Regions from separate parts of the Mus musculus genome. Here all the other regions are linked to region 2. The links are chromatin contacts, called in public HiChIP or PLAC-seq and Micro-C maps. All regions are on one chromosome and are shown on one strand. The core of a region is the stretch at or near the end of the contact, and the rest is flanking DNA. Distances in the headings are between cores, read along the strand shown.

What was found. A called contact is a pair of places that touch in the nucleus more often than the background predicts. HiChIP or PLAC-seq counts read pairs in DNA pulled down with a chosen protein or histone mark.
Region 1: a Micro-C map of stem cell-derived neural progenitor cells shows a contact between it and region 2, with 4 times the contacts expected there. The contact joins two enhancer-like sites. A contact is called at or near these places in 1 of 484 Hi-C or Micro-C datasets (stem cell-derived neural progenitor cells) and 2 of 115 datasets of contacts at active chromatin or transcription factors (bone marrow-derived macrophages and embryonic stem cells).
Region 3: an H3K4me3 HiChIP or PLAC-seq map of bone marrow-derived macrophages shows a contact between it and region 2, with 4 times the contacts expected there. The contact joins two enhancer-like sites. A contact is called at or near these places in 3 of 484 Hi-C or Micro-C datasets (CD4 T cells, cerebral cortex and myocytes) and 4 of 115 datasets of contacts at active chromatin or transcription factors (bone marrow-derived macrophages, fetal liver, memory CD8 T cells and 1 more).

Annotation. Positions count from the first base shown.
Region 1 is chr8:115,371,998-115,376,958 of GRCm38.p6, forward strand. No RefSeq gene overlaps it. Among named protein-coding and RNA genes, the nearest start is that of Gm39256, 270 kb to the right of the region's middle. Within about 2 kb of position 3,419, at least 27 of the 459 cell types and tissues checked have an H3K27ac peak or open chromatin away from gene starts, as enhancers often do. A contact at or near this core is called in stem cell-derived neural progenitor cells, where this site is marked.
Region 2 is chr8:115,157,870-115,162,897 of GRCm38.p6, forward strand. The region is part of intron 8 of Wwox (WW domain-containing oxidoreductase); the gene reads left to right. Among named protein-coding and RNA genes, the nearest start is that of Gm39257, 200 kb to the left of the region's middle. Within about 2 kb of position 2,227, at least 143 of the 459 cell types and tissues checked have an H3K27ac peak or open chromatin away from gene starts, as enhancers often do. A contact at or near this core is called in bone marrow-derived macrophages and stem cell-derived neural progenitor cells, where this site is marked.
Region 3 is chr8:115,390,668-115,395,747 of GRCm38.p6, forward strand. No RefSeq gene overlaps it. Among named protein-coding and RNA genes, the nearest start is that of Gm39256, 250 kb to the right of the region's middle. Within about 2 kb of position 1,839, at least 4 of the 459 cell types and tissues checked have an H3K27ac peak or open chromatin away from gene starts, as enhancers often do. A contact at or near this core is called in bone marrow-derived macrophages, where this site is marked.

The sequences.
Region 1 (4,961 bases), core at 2,169-4,668, 220 kb after region 2:
ATGACCTGTCAACAGGAAAATAATTGAAGCAGGTTTGGGATTTTGTTCTGCTGGGCGTTAATCCTTCTCTACAAAGACATCCCATCTAAAGTCTTTGTTCCCATCCCAGGGGTTCTGCAGGTGCATCAGGGAAGCCCTTCATTTCCCTGCATTGGAGGCCCCACAACTGAATGCTTCAGTACATACAGCTTCCTCTTGGTGAGCCCTGAAACGGGGCCCTTGGAGATCATGCATAGGGGAGGAGAGAAAAGGATTTTTGTCCCGGTAATTCGAACACTCTTTGTGTATGTCCCTGAGGCACTGCTGTCGCACTAGACATGCCATGGAGCAGGGTGAGGACATTTGCAGACTGCCACCATGGTCACGCAGCTCTTACTAGCTGCATCTAGACAAGGACACCTTCCCAGAAGGCTTGGTTGGTAGAAAGAAAGAAAGAAAGAAAGAAAGAAAGAAAGAAAGAAAGAAAGAGAAAGAAAGAATGAAGAAATTAATCATATGTGTCTTCACTAATTTCCATTTGAGTTCATGTCAAAACATTTTCATTAAAAGATGAAGGGGTTTGCACCCCTATAGGAAGAATAACACCAACCAACCAGACCACCCAGAGCTCCCAGGGACTGGACCACCAACAAAAGAGTACACATGGAGGGACCCATGGCTCCAGCTCTGTATGTGGCAGAGGATGGCCTTGTTGGACATCAGTGGGAGGAGAGGCCCTTGGGCCTGAGGGGGTTTGATGCCCCAGTGTAGGGGAATGTCAGGGTGGGAAGGTTGGAGTGGCTGGGTGGGTAGGGGATCACCCTCATAGAAGCAGGGGGTGGGGGGATGGGATAGGGGGTTTCCAGAGGGGAACCTGGGAAAGGGTTTAAAATGTAAATAAATTAAAATCCAATAAATAAAAAGAAAGCTTAAAAAAAAAGATGGAAGCTGGAGAGACTGTCCCAGCACACCCAAACCAATGTGAATTATCCAACAATTTTGCTTTGAAAATAACCACTGCCCATAACATCCTAGAATGAGCCCAAATTCCATTCATTTTGTTTCTTTCTAAATATGCTTACAATGTCCGCGTAAGACATCTTTCTCCAGTATTTTTGTCTTTGCTTCCCATTTTAAATGTGTGTGTGTAAGATTAGATATAGATATAGATATAGATATAGATATAGATATAGATGATATAGATAGATATAGATATAGATATAGATATAGATATAGATATAGATATAGATATAGATATAGATATAGATATAGATATAGATATAGATATAGATATAGATCCCATTGAGATTCTAACCTGGATTCTCTCTGCTTATTTTCCAGTTTCTGGTATGCTTGACATGGAAATAGATACTTTTTGCTAATCTGAATTTCTCCTGATACATAGAGATTTTAAAAAGATTACTGTATCTTAAATTGTGTGTATGTGTGTTTGTGTGTGTGTGTGTGTGTGTGTGTGTGTTGACAGTTCATACATGTGAGTTTAGGAGGCAGATGGGGAGGCCAGAAGCATCGCATCCCCCTAAGTAACTGCACTTGCCGGCAGGCAGTTAGGAGGTGCCTGGTGCAAGGACTGGGTTTCTTGGGTCTTTCTTGAGCACCAGGCCAGAATTTTACCACTAGCTACATCTTCAGCCCTCGGATTTCTTCTTCCTCTTTTTTAAAGAGTTACCTACAAAGCGTTAAGACGGCTGCTTTGAATTAAATGTGCTACCTGATCACAAACGGTGCTTTACAGAATTCAAAGCCAATTTTCTCTTCCTTACGGTCTTGCTAATATGATCCGGCATCTGAAATAATAACTATATTTCCAACAGCCTGAGCTCCCCCACTTCTTTTAGCTCTCTAATTTCTTACATGATTCCCCTGGTTTTACAAGTATTTTTAATAGACCAATGTTCCAGATTTTTCTATGCAGTCAAATCCTTCCCTAATCAGAAGCCTTGTTTTTCCATAGGAATTTAATTCCCTCTGCAGAATTGTACCAGGGCTGGGCCGTTCTGGTTTACATTCTCTGACATGTTTTCCCTCCCCTGAAGATTAACTTAACCATCGCGTGGCTCTGCCTCAATCCTTCGTATCTCATTTTCACTTTATTCTGCTCCTGCTCAGTCGCCTACGTTGCATACTGCTGAAGATGGGGCTCTCAGACATGGGGGTGAGCTTTCATAGATGCTGCCCGTTCCTGCTTCTTAAGCCGCAGGTGATGCTCAGAGAGGCTGGAATCAGCACCCAGACCTTGGACTCTTAACAAAGTTGCACAGCTGGGTGCACAAACCGCACACAGCTATGAAGATGGGTCATTCCTGTGGGTGACCCAAAACAAATTTGTCTTTAAAATAATCAGCTCTATTGGTCATTTATCATAGAGGGACATAGAGCACCGATTTGGTAAGAGTTGTTTTGTTAAAGTTTGCACTACCCAGAAGTTCTAAAATCCTTTCTTTAAATGACTGGCTTGCAACCTCCCAGGACTTGCCTTAAAAAAAAAAAAAACCCTCTTCGGTTTAAATATTCTTCTATAGAGGAGCTGCCTGCTCTTCTGTAAACCTGGTCTCCTTGATTCTATGTCTGCTTCCCTCCTTTGACCTTAACACACCACCTCCTGTTTCCTTTCTTCCTTCCTCCCTCCCTCCCTTCTTCCCATCCCGGTTTCCTTCTCTCTCCCATTATAACGGTATCTGCCGCAGGATCTGCCTTCTCCACCATCCTGAATTCCGCACATCTGTAACCCCATGTGATTCTGCTCCTTGCCAAACTCTGAACTGTGCCAGACCTGAAGAAGCTGGTGCTTAATAAGAGTTTGGTAAGTGACTTAAACACACACACACACACACACACACACACACACACACACACACACACACGCCCCAGAGGTGACAGGTTCCCCCACCCCCCACCTCAGCTATCTGGCCTGAGCTTCTGTGTGAACTGCATTAGCCCTGTGTCTTCGCCATCTCATCACCCTGCTTCCAGTTTGCAATAAATCACCATTGCCGTGTACCCACCAATTTAAAAAACATCGTTCTCAGTTCTCTGGCCAGAAGTGGCTGCAGATTCTCCCTCCCCTAGAGAGTATGGAGACATTGTAGTTCTGCCTGGTGCCTCCTCCTTCATGCCTTGAGCAAATATTTCTCAGGGCTGTATTATCCTTGCATAGAAGGCCAGACAAAGAAAAGGGGGCTTTCAGTCAAATTGCACCAGCTGGTATCCAGGCCTCTGATTGAGACGATCCACGGAGAGTTGTAGTTGTTTTGAGTGTTTAACTATACTGCTGCCTTCAGTCCCTTAAGAGGCCACAGAGAAACACAACTTCTTTGCCTGTGACAGAATGAGGGACTTGAGCTAAACCCTGAAGATTCTCTTGCTTTGCATCTTGCTTTTGCTTCCAGTACATCACGGGCCATGTCTCTTTCTGGTGCTTGGGGGAGACTGTTCTTCTGAGTGACAGAGAGAGGGTGTGACAACGTATCATTCAGTGGTGAAGAGCCCAGCTCTGAGGCTCCCGAACATTTCCTGTCTATTTATAGAGAATCTGGGATCCCATCCAAGCAAGCCTGCTGAGGGCCTCAACCAAATAATAAGCTCTGTTTGAAAAAAAATCTGTGACGTGATGATTCTACCAACCCAGGTCATCAGCTCACCTCTTCTTGGGCTAGAAATGCAAGGGTGACCAGCGAGTCTTGTTGCCTGCAATAAAGGGATTCCCCAAGACTGGGTGTTTTTCAGGACCGAAACCAAGACGGTCCTAACTGAACTGCACTGTGGGTGGCCCCTGATTGTATTTCATTCCAATAATGCTAAGATTCTAATTGCAAAGCCCATCATCACCATTGTGGAGACCAGAACTGGGATCATTCCCAACAGCCCTACAGCTGCAAGCCTCAATCTCAATGAGGCTAAATAGGCAGGTCTGATGGGGCAGATTTACACACAATTGATTTTAATAGAGTAGACCAGGGCTTGCAGAGACAGCTCAGTGGGTAAGAAGGGTCTCTATGCAAGCACGTAGGATCTGAATTTGAATCCCTACTACCAACATGAAAAGACAGGCAAGCATGGGTATGCATGCGTCCATAACCCAGGCACTCTGTAGGAAGGAGGCAGAAGGATCATGCAGGCTTGATGGCTTCCAGATCAGCTCTGGGTTCAGTAGGAGGCCCTGTACCCAAGGAATAAAGAGGGAAGCCACAGAGTAGGACACCCAGTGTACTCCTTTGGCCCCTGCCTGTACACACACAGGTGTGTGCCCCCTTCCTCAGTACACATTAAGAATAGACTGTGTCTTCTATTTATTATGCCTAGATTCACACATAATCTTCATCATGAATATTTATTATTATTATTCCTATGAGCAAAACCTTGATGTTTAAAGCTAAGTACCATCCTTTCTCTCTTTCTCCGTCCTGTTTTTTCCGTCCCTCCCTCTGTTTCTCTCTCCTTCCGTCTGTGTGTGTATCACACATGGATCTCTTCAAATGAAATATCCTCCAGATGCCTAACTTCAGAAAACCTTTAAAGCAAGTCACTCCAGTTTACAGAAGAATCAAGAATCCCTCGATTAAAATTAGCATCCTTCCTGACTCACTGGTCCATTTCATCCCAGCCTGCATACATCTAACAATAGTGGAGCAAGACCATCCCATAAGCTAAGTACGCTTCTAAAAAACAGACTTGTTCTGTAATGGGTTGAACAGTGACTGTTTTCGGCTTTGTGTCCCATATAGTCAATGTCACAACTACTTAGTTCTGCCTTCCTGGCAGGAAGCACAGACATAGGCTGGTACAAAAGGATGCATAAGATCGAGTACCATTAAAACTTTACCAGCAGACCCAAATTGGGATTTTCAATGACCTTGACTAAGTAGAGAGGCTCCCTTTCCTTCTTCTCTCTGAAAGTTACTTAGAGAAAATTGCTCTACGGTCTATGCCTCAGTTTCTTCCACTGTGCCAGGGTATAAAAA
Region 2 (5,028 bases), core at 977-3,476:
AGGAGCCTGATTCCCAGATACATGGATTTAAGGATACATTTGGACTCCTGACCACTTCGATCATAAAGAGCAGAGTTGCCTTGAGCATCTAAATTTGGGTGTATTCCTTACGGCAGCAAAGGCTAACTAACACCCGCTCAAGCCATTCCCTTGAAACTTTTCTCTGTCTTCTACAGGCCCTCAGAGCACCACGTACCCATTCTTCTCGCAACAGCCTGTCCTGTCACACTTAAGGTGTGTGGTAGGACAGCTTAATTACGTACGGCCTGTCTCCTCATTAGGTGTGGGCAGGAACAGTGTGTGGCTCACTCTCCTATTCCCAGGACCCACCACCGCCCAAGGGCTCAAGAGCAGCTCAGAGAGTATTTGTAGAATGAATAAATGCATGAGGGAGTCAATGAATACATTAATTAATTAATCTGTAGGAGAAAGAAGGGCAAGCCACCATCAACTTTAATTAAGTGCATATCCCATGTCCAGGGCCAGTGAGGGGGCTACAGAATTCCAGGAACCAGATCTGCCCAGTGACAAGCTGGCAGCCTTGCCCTCTCTCTCAAGACAAAGGCCTCCCACCCCTTCCATCCAGGATACAATGGGCTGCTCTTCTACCCTCCCCCTCCCAATCTCAGCGGGAGAGTCAGGCTGAATATTTCTTTAAGGGATGCTGTTGAGTTTTCTTCCGGGGGAGCAAAGGATTTGTAGAAAAACCCAGCGTGTAACTTGAGTGTTCCGTGTAGCCAGATATCGGTGCCAAGCTAAATTTGTGTGTGCAGCTTCTGTTTAAGGCAATTATATAGTGTATAATACCCAGTAGAGAAATTAAGTCCAAGTACATTTTGCCCACAGAGATTATCCTCTCAGTTGGATTTATTTTAAACAACTTTTTGCCCCTTATACATTAAGACGCATGCAATAAATCACTTATGTAATAAACTGCAGTATATTATGTGGAAAAAAATGAGCGAGTGGCGTGTGTGTGTGTGTGGGGGGGGTGGCTTCCAGTGGAGCCAGACCTCAGGCATGAAGAGAGAGGAGGGGAAGGGACTTGGAAGGAGGGGGCCGCTGCACCAGAGGAACTTGGAGAGGCTACAAATGGAAGCATCTCCACAGCGAACCTCAGGCTGCTGCTGGAGGGAGCTGGTTATGTAATGACTGCGGCAGTGGGGCTCCAGAGAAACTTTTTCCAGCTCGGCTTTTCCAGAGCATCCTCCCAGCTAATGTTCATTACCGGGGGTGGGGGTGGGGGTGGGGGTGTTCAGAATTAGGCTGGAGGCTGGAGGAAGGGAGATGGAGGATGGGAGTTTGTATTAAAGATGAGAAAACAGAGATGAGAGCTTTCTGTTTAGCAGCTCTTGGGTGAGCCCTCCATCCAGACGCTGAATGATTGCTCTTCATTGTAAATACCAATGGCCATCATCTATCCCGCAGAGGGGGGGTCTCAGGAAAACGGGGGGGGGCGTGCTTTACGAGAAGTAGCAGCAAATGCGTTCGGTAGCAGGCCACCGGGCTTCCGGAGTGTCTAGTATACACCAGCATGCTGTTCGTTCTGTATCCGAATTTCTAATCTCACAGGCGTCTTATGCTTTTCTGAGCCAAGTCCAACAACTTTCGCCGGGGTAGCCTCCAGCGATGAGGATTCCTGTTAGCAGAAAAATGACTGTGAGCTCCGACTTCGAGCAGGGCCTCGAGTATTTACCTAGTTGAGGCTTCCCAAATGCACTACCAGAGGGCACTATGATTAGTCCCATTTCTCAAAAGTGTAAACTGAGGTTTTTTTCCTTTTGTTTTGTTTTGTTTTTTTTTTTTTAACAAAAATCTGCCCCCAAGTTCTCTCCATCTGGAAGGAAAAGAGCCAGGGTTCATGCCAAGACCCATCTGGCTCCCAAATGCTTTCTGGCAATCACCAAGTTATACAACCAATTCTAGATGCGGATCCGAGAAATAACTTCATGGTGAGACTTGCCAAGGGAGGCTGCTTGCCTCCTTCCTGCAGGAACACATTGCAGCTCACAAATCTACGCCGGCTAGAAAAAAGAAAACCAATACTGCTCAGAAAAAACGCTTGCAAACTTCCCGGCAGAAAGCCCCCTGTTCACCGTGGTGTGCCTGCCACCGGGGAGTGGAAGTTGAGGGGTGGGGGTGGGGGGGCACGAAGCACGGTCAGAAGCTAGGAGTTTCCGGCTGAAGAACCTCCTTCCAGAGCCCCTAGAGGAGAGCAGAGGAGCCGCTCCAATTTCCATGTGCGCCTTTCTCTAACTTTGAGAGCCCAATAAAACCCAGAGTGCTGGGTAGGAATCAGAGGCTGCTAAGCTGCTTGTAATTTACGATTTAGCGTCGCACAGTATAAAAATAGGCAGTGAAACTGAAAGGCAATCAAGTCTATTGTCACCAGGAATGGGACGTGATCTGACATCCGCCGCTGCCGAGAGCCCGCTGTGTACTGGGAATGTAGTGTATATGGTTTCATTTTATCTCGACATCCCTGGAGTCTGGCCCCTGTCATTTATCTGTTCCCGAGTTACAAAGCGCCCCACGTGCTACTAGTAGACAACAACCAATGCATTTTTTTGTTTTTGTTTTTATTAAATCCCATCATTTTCTGGCTCAATTTTTTGGGGGGGGGGGTAGGGATTGCTTTGTCTCTCAATCTGTTGGCTATGGGGCAAAGGTCACGGGGTGATTGGTGGGTGGGCTAGCCCATAATTACCTTTCTTACTGCATGAGTGGCTAAGTGGGGGGCTCCGCCTCTGGCTTCTTTAGCGTGGTGGTCTTAGAGAGGTTGGATCTTGTAGGGCGTACACCTCATAGCTGCCATGGCAAGGTCTTCTCCGACTGACCTTGGACATCACAGGAAGCCACTTCCTCTCACCATATGAGGAGACCTTATAGTGAGTTTACCATCCCTGGCACACTGGGATTCAATGCAGGGGGACATAAGGCTCTACTTCCTGGTGGGAAGACTATTGAAGAACTTGTAGCTGCATTTTGTAAGCCATCTGGGTGTCTGTGGTCTGCATCCTCTTTGTCCCCATAGCAGATCCTTCTAAGAGATAAGGACCCTGATTTTGTTTGACCGGGTCCCAGTGCTAACCCAGGGTGACTCAGCTAGCTTCTAGCTGCCACCTCAGGGTCAGGGCTGCTCACTTCATGGAGGTCAGGAAGCAGCAAGACGGGGGATGGCGCTGGGACAGGGGTCAGAGTCAGGGTGTGACCTTCAAAGCCATGCTCCCTAGTATCTGCCTAGCCCAAGTAGGTCTAATCTTCTAGTCTCTTTTGCTTCCCCATAAAGTTGTCAAAGTATGAATCGATCAGTGAATTAGCCTGATGATTAAGCCAGCCAGAGCCGTTAATGATCCAATTATTTTCCGAAGCTCCACCTCTGAGTATTATTTTGGGACCACGCCTTCAAAGCAAGAGCTGTTTGAACAGTACCTACTACCTCAACTGTAACATAGCGTTCACTCCAAACTGCCTTTCGCTCACAGAAGTCTTGAGACTTTGGGGCTCATTAACAAATCAATTAAAGTGTCTGGCAACACAAAAATCATAAACCAGAATCCTGGATTCTCCTTCAAGAAGAATTCCCGGGGTTAACAGAGAATCCATTCATGTCTGCCAGTCCGGCTTTGACTCTTTCTCATTTTCCATTGGCCCAGGGGTGTAGGAATGGTGCTGAAAAGTACTCAGGGGCAGACAAAACTGCGGTTAAAGGCAGCCCTCCTCGGCACTCTGCCCTCCCCCACCCCCCCCCCCACCTCTACTTAGCTTTACTGGTTTCTATTATAACCCACCCAGCAAAGGACAGCATGGGCCGGTGAACATGGGTCAGCATTCTGATGGCTGTGGGCCCTCAGCCTGTGTGTTCCCCACCCCTCTTAAATATCCTTTTGAATCCCATACATTATGTTAGGTCTGCCCGACTTCTGTTTATACGGCAGCAAAGCGGGGACGGCTTGGATTTTGGAAGTTTCGCGGGAAGGTATTAAATGTGCTTTGAAACTACTTGAAAGTCCAGCTGTGTGTGCTTTAGTTTTATATTTAGCCCTAAATTAGAGACTCCATATACCTCAAGTAATAAAAAGGCTCAGCAGGGACTCAGGTTTTCCTTACGTTGGCCCCGGGGTTGGGCACCAATGAGAGAATTTATTATTTATATTTAGAGGGTTTAATTTCGTAGCTTAATTCTGCCTTTTGTGATGGTAGCCGCCCCACCACCACCCCCAGACACACACCTTGGATTTCAGAAAGTAATAGCTGTCTTCCAATCACCTGCATTTCATAACAGTGAAGAGGGAAAAGGAGGGAGGAAGCACAAGCTGGCCTTCTTTCCATCTGACCCTGGGAGCAGCCAGAAAGCTCAGCCAGGATGAGTGCCTGCCTGCCCTGCAGCCCCCATGCTCACGCTGGCATTGAATACCCTGCATCACCTTGCTCTCTGCCTTCCCAAGCTGCATCCATATAAAGTTCCCAAGAGTCTTTCCCAGACCAAAGTCCTACAGATCCCTGCTGTTCCTGGGTAGAGCTGGAACACACCCTTCCTCAGACTCACTTACTGCCTACACTACAGGACAGGTCATGCGAACAACCGGGAGCTGGTGACCAAGGAGGACGGCAGTTACTCAGTGTCCTATGGCTGCCACGAGATAGGGGATGGGCTAGGCAACTCAGAACAGAAGGCCGTATTCTCTCAGTCTCAGAGGCTATACAGTTCAGAGCAGCAGCCTGGCCGTATTCTCTTGGCAAGATCTGGACCGGATTTCACCCCTGTTTACACAAGGACCCGTTGGCATTTCCTGACCATTCTTGTGATTCAGACCTGCAGCAACATTCCAACTTGTGCCTCTTTCTGCATGCTTCCATCTTCTTGTTCTGTAACCCCCATGTTTCTATAGGATATCCTTTAAAAACAAGACAAAACAAACAAAAAGTAGAAGAGTTACCAGAATTGGGAGCCATAGTGATTTGACCCAATAACCTTACCTCATCTCCATTGATTACATCTCAAAGGCTCCATTTCCAAATGAGGTC
Region 3 (5,080 bases), core at 589-3,088, 230 kb after region 2:
TGGTAAGTACTTTACTGACCAAGCCATGTCTCCCGCCTCATGTCTGGCTGTTTTAAAGAAGATGTTATTTCTCTGTATTCTCTTCTTTAGAAGATCTAGGCATGTTTAGAGTTTAGGTCCAACAGGGCTTAGACAGTACAGTTCTGAAATGTACTTTGTTGCTTTGTATCAATAAATATTCCCTTGTAGGCTTCTCACTCTTTATTCTGTTCGGGTGGGTTTTTTTCTTCTTTTTCCTTAAGCTACTCTTGGTCATTTTGTCTGTGCTGCACTTTAAACCACAGCGTTTTGAGCCTGTTGTTTTGTGTTTGGCCGTGGAGAGGGTTGGAACACATACTTTTCACTCATTTTCCCTTAAGCTTAGTGTGCAGCTTCCTGGGGGTTCATTGCCAGGCAACTAGAACCTTGTGTCTGATCTCCCTGATAGCATGCAAAACAGGCAGCAGGTGATTTCATGTGCATGCAATTTGGGGTACCAGTGCCATTTCTAGGTGCTTCCATCACTATTTTCCATCTGGTCTCCTGAATGATGGATTCTGGTACCTAGACGTGTGTTTCATCTGACAAGATGATGCCTACAGATAAGCTTTGTACATGGCAAGAGTTCTATGATCACTGATAGGCAAACTAGACACACCAACCACACTTGAGTCGAAGAGACTCAAGAGAACTGAAAAGGAAGTAGAATCTTGGGGGTGGGGGATTAAGACCAGAGAGCAATAAACTGCAAGGTTACACCCTGAATCCGAGCTTTCTATCCTAGTTCAAAAGTCAAAGAAAATAAAGCAAGTGTGGTCTTGAACAACCTTAGTATATGGCACCTGACAGAGGAATTCAACAGCTGCTTGCCCTTGAACATCCCAGTGGCCTCAAAGAATGAGCTGAGCCCTTTGCATATGGTTTGCTCTTTAACCCATCTTGTGACAAAACATTTTTTCTTTTTTTTTTTTAATTAGGTATTTTCCTCGTTTACATTTTCAATGCTATCCCAAAGGTCCCCCATACCCACCACCCCAACCCCCTACCCACCCACTCCCCCTTTTTGGCCCTGGCATTCCCCTGTACTGGGGCATATAAAGTTTGCAAGTCCAATGGGCCTCTCTTTGCAGTGATGGCCGACTAGGCCATCTTTTGATACATATGCAGCTAGAGACAAGAGCTCCCGGGTACTGGTTAGTTCATATTGTTGTTCCACCTATAGGGTTGCAGTTCCCTTTAGCTCCTTGGGTAATTTCTCTAGCTCCTCCATTGGGGGCCGTGTGACCCATCCAATAGCTGACTGTGATCATCCACTTCTGTGTTTGCTAGGCCCCAGCATAGTCTCACAAGAGAGAGCTATATCTGGGTCGTTTCAGCAAAATCTTGCTAGTGTAGGCAATGGTGTCAGCATTTGGAAGCTGATTATGGGACAAAACATTTTAAGCCATGCCCTTTCTTTGTGTGTGTAGCTGTACATGTGTGTGCTCATGTATATGCTGGTACAGATGTGTGCACATATGTACAGGTCAAAGATTAATCTCAGGTGTCATTCCTCAGAAGTCCACATCATTTCTTTGAGGTAGGGTCTCTCACTGGTATAGAACTTGTTGTTAATGAGGACAGCACATTGTATTCCCAAGTATCTTCCTGCCTTCCCTTCTCCAGGGTTGAGATTATGAGTGTTAGCTACTATGCCTGTCATTTTAAACATGGGTTTTAGAGATAAAACTCAGCTCCCTACACTCAGAAGACAAACACTTTATCAACTGAATCATGTCCTCAGTCTGTGGTCACTCCAAGAAGAACTTCCATCAGGCACATGCCATGAGCCTTTTGGAAGAGTGGGACCATTGCTTCATTCATGTCTGACCACCAGTTCCTCCCCTCTGATACTATTCATAGGCTTGTAGGGTCAATGGGGAAACTTGGAGGAAGGGAAGCTGTGGGAACCAGAATTTGCCTATGACTAATCTTTGATCTTCCATTGAAATTGACTCTTGAGGAAGCTCTTTGAAAAACCTAAGATCAGGTTTGTCTCTTTCTACTTCAGTGAATTTCCCAATGTGCCACGGAGAACAATGGAGTCAAAGTGTCTAGTGGTGTGTGGATAATGATGAGTGTCATTCGAATTAAACACACACACACACACACACACACACACAATTTTCATTGGCAAAATAAATAAAATTCTACCTCTTTAACATAAAATGGTCAAATGTATAGTAGTTGGAAATGGCCAGACTTTGTTTCTGAATATCAGCCCCCTATGCATCCATCAGTCCCCCTTGTAAAGTATTGTGATATGTTCACCTGGGTCTTGCCTTCCTGCCCTTGGACCAAGAAATGAGTGAGCTTTCAGACTCTTCTGTCTTCAGTCAACCGGGTCTCTAATCTTGACCCATCCGTTCCATAACCCTAATGGAGACAGGTTGTCAATGTGTCTAGAATAAACAGTTTCATGCAGGGGAGTTGAGGACTAGATTATCAGAGACAAAGAATGAGTAACCAGAGAGGCCAGAGGAGTGTCTTTGGTGACAATGAGGTGTGTGTGGGGGGGGGAGGAGCAGAGAGAAGGGGATATTGCAGAGAACAAATGGGCTAGAGTTGTTCCTCAGGAAAAAATTCTCTATGTAAGATCTGTATCTTCTGCCCATCTATGGTGATGAGTTTCTCATTGTATATAATAATTAACTTTTCAATTTTACATGTTATCCTAAAGAGTGATTGAAAGTAAACAAAAACAAAACTTAAAGACCCAATTTTTAAAAAATGCCCACAGTAAAAGAATTAAGCATCCAGATGACTAACCAATAACCGACCCAATTTGAGACCCATCCTGTGGGCAAGCACCAATCCCTGATACTATTAATGATACTCTGTTATGCTTGCAAACAAGAGTCTAGCATGGCTGTCCTTTGAGAGGCTCCATCCAGAAGCTGACTCAGATAGATGAGACACCCACAGGCAAACAGCGGGTGAAGCTGGGGGACTCTTATGGAAGAGCTGGGGGAAGGATTTTGGGCCGTGAAGGGGATCGGAACTCCACAGGAAGTCTAATAGAGTCAACTAGCCTGAACCCTTACGACTCTCAGAAACCGAAGCATTAGCCTAGCCCTCTCCTTCATATCTGCTACATATGTGGATTCTGAATAACTGGAGCAGGAGTTATCCCAAAAGCTGCTGCCTGTCTGTGGGACATGTTCTTCTAGTTGAGTTGCCTTGTCTGGCTTCAGTGGGAAAGGATGAGCCTAGTCTTGCAGAGACTCAATGTACCAGGGTGGGGAGATATACAGGGGGCCCCCACCCTCTCAGAAGAGAAGGAGATGGGGAAAGGGAAAGGACTGGGGAAGGGGTGACGAGAAGGGGGGCAGTGAGTAGGATATAAAGTGAATACTACTACTACTACTACTACTACTACTACTACTACTACTACTACTAATAATAATAATAAAGAATTAAACATCCAGGTTTCAAACAAATTCTTCACCTTGGAATATGAAGGACAATGTGATTGGGTATACTTAGCAGAATTTCTCTAGAGGAATGGAACCAATAGAATGAATATCTATCTATTTATCTATCTAATTATCTATTTGCCATCTATTCTTCGTTTCCCTCTCTCTCCCCCTCTTCCCTCCCCCCCCCTTTTCAGTAGCTTATAGCCTGTGGTATAGCTAGTCCAACAATGGCTGTCTGGCTGTCTACCAGCAGAAAGTCCAAAAACCAGGTAGTTGTAGAGTCCATGAGGTCGGATGTCTCAGATGGTCTTCAATATACACTGGAGACCTGAAGAAGTAGGTTTTAATGCCAGAGAAGGAATTAACCTGCTAGTGCAAGTAAGAGCAAGAAGGCAAAGAACAATGGCTTCTTTCTTCCATGTCCTTTAAAATATAAAGCCGTCACCATGTGTGGCCCAGATTAAGGGTGCATCTTTGCACCTTCAAAGATCTGCATTAAAGGTGGGTATTCCAACTTCAAAGTTATTTAATTAAGAAATATCTCTTATAGGTGCACCAAACCTCTGGGATTTTAGTCAGTTCCAGATGTAGTCAAGTTAACAACCAAGACCAGCTATCACAGTTGAGAGTAGACAGGAATCAGTAGGCACTGAATCAGATCTGGTCCCCGCTTTGCTGAGAATGGTATACACTAGTGATGCTTATAAAGGTGTTGTGTACACTAGTGATGCTTATAAAGGTGTTGTGTGGAAGAAATAGAAATATCCACAGGAAATTGCAAGGATGACACATTTTGGGGGGTCTCTAAGGAGGGGTACATTTCTGGATTAGAGCACAGGAAAGCATCTGGTGGCCCTCAGTGGACATGAGTACAACACTCATGATTCCAAATGATTGGCCACAAGGCTGTCTCTATAACTACAATGCAAATCCCCATGGAAATGAAAAGACTTTACAAGTATAACTCACTGCATAGTCAGTAGATCCTCAGCATCTCAGGAGCTTAAAGAGGAAAGATTTATTTCACTCAATTATAGTCCATAATGCATGGATCTGAGTAGTCTGTTCAAGAAGTTGCAACTGGCCAAGCAGTTGCTATTATTTTAAATGTGGAGAGTCACTGGATAGACGCACCATGATGATAGTGGAGATCAAGCTGGAATTCACAGTAAGATATTCATGCCTACGTATGCTCACATTGTTCCTGGACATGACACAGTGGCCAGAAAGGGAGATACCATGTAAGGTTGGAGCTCTCTAGATGTGTGAGAGGTGGATGAGAGGTGAATGGAGTAAGAGAAGGTTTCCAAAAAAGAAACTAAGAGGTATCTCCTTTGCATGTTGCTTCTAATTTGTTTTCGGTTGGCCAAGTACCAAGGGCGACAATCCCCATAGAGACTCAAGGACAGCTTAGCATATGACCAATCAGCCAGATGTATGGGGGAAGATGAGTGACACTGTTGTCTCTGTGCTATGATGTGGAGGTGACAGGAATCTCCTTAAACTTTGTGAAACTCTACTTTTCCTCCTATCAAATGGGGTTACATGACCCATCCCTCCTTCATCTGTGTCCTGCTGAGATGCCAGTAGGAAGACTCCTATGGGAGCGTAGCTATCTGAAGTTGGGACAATGAGTCCAAAAG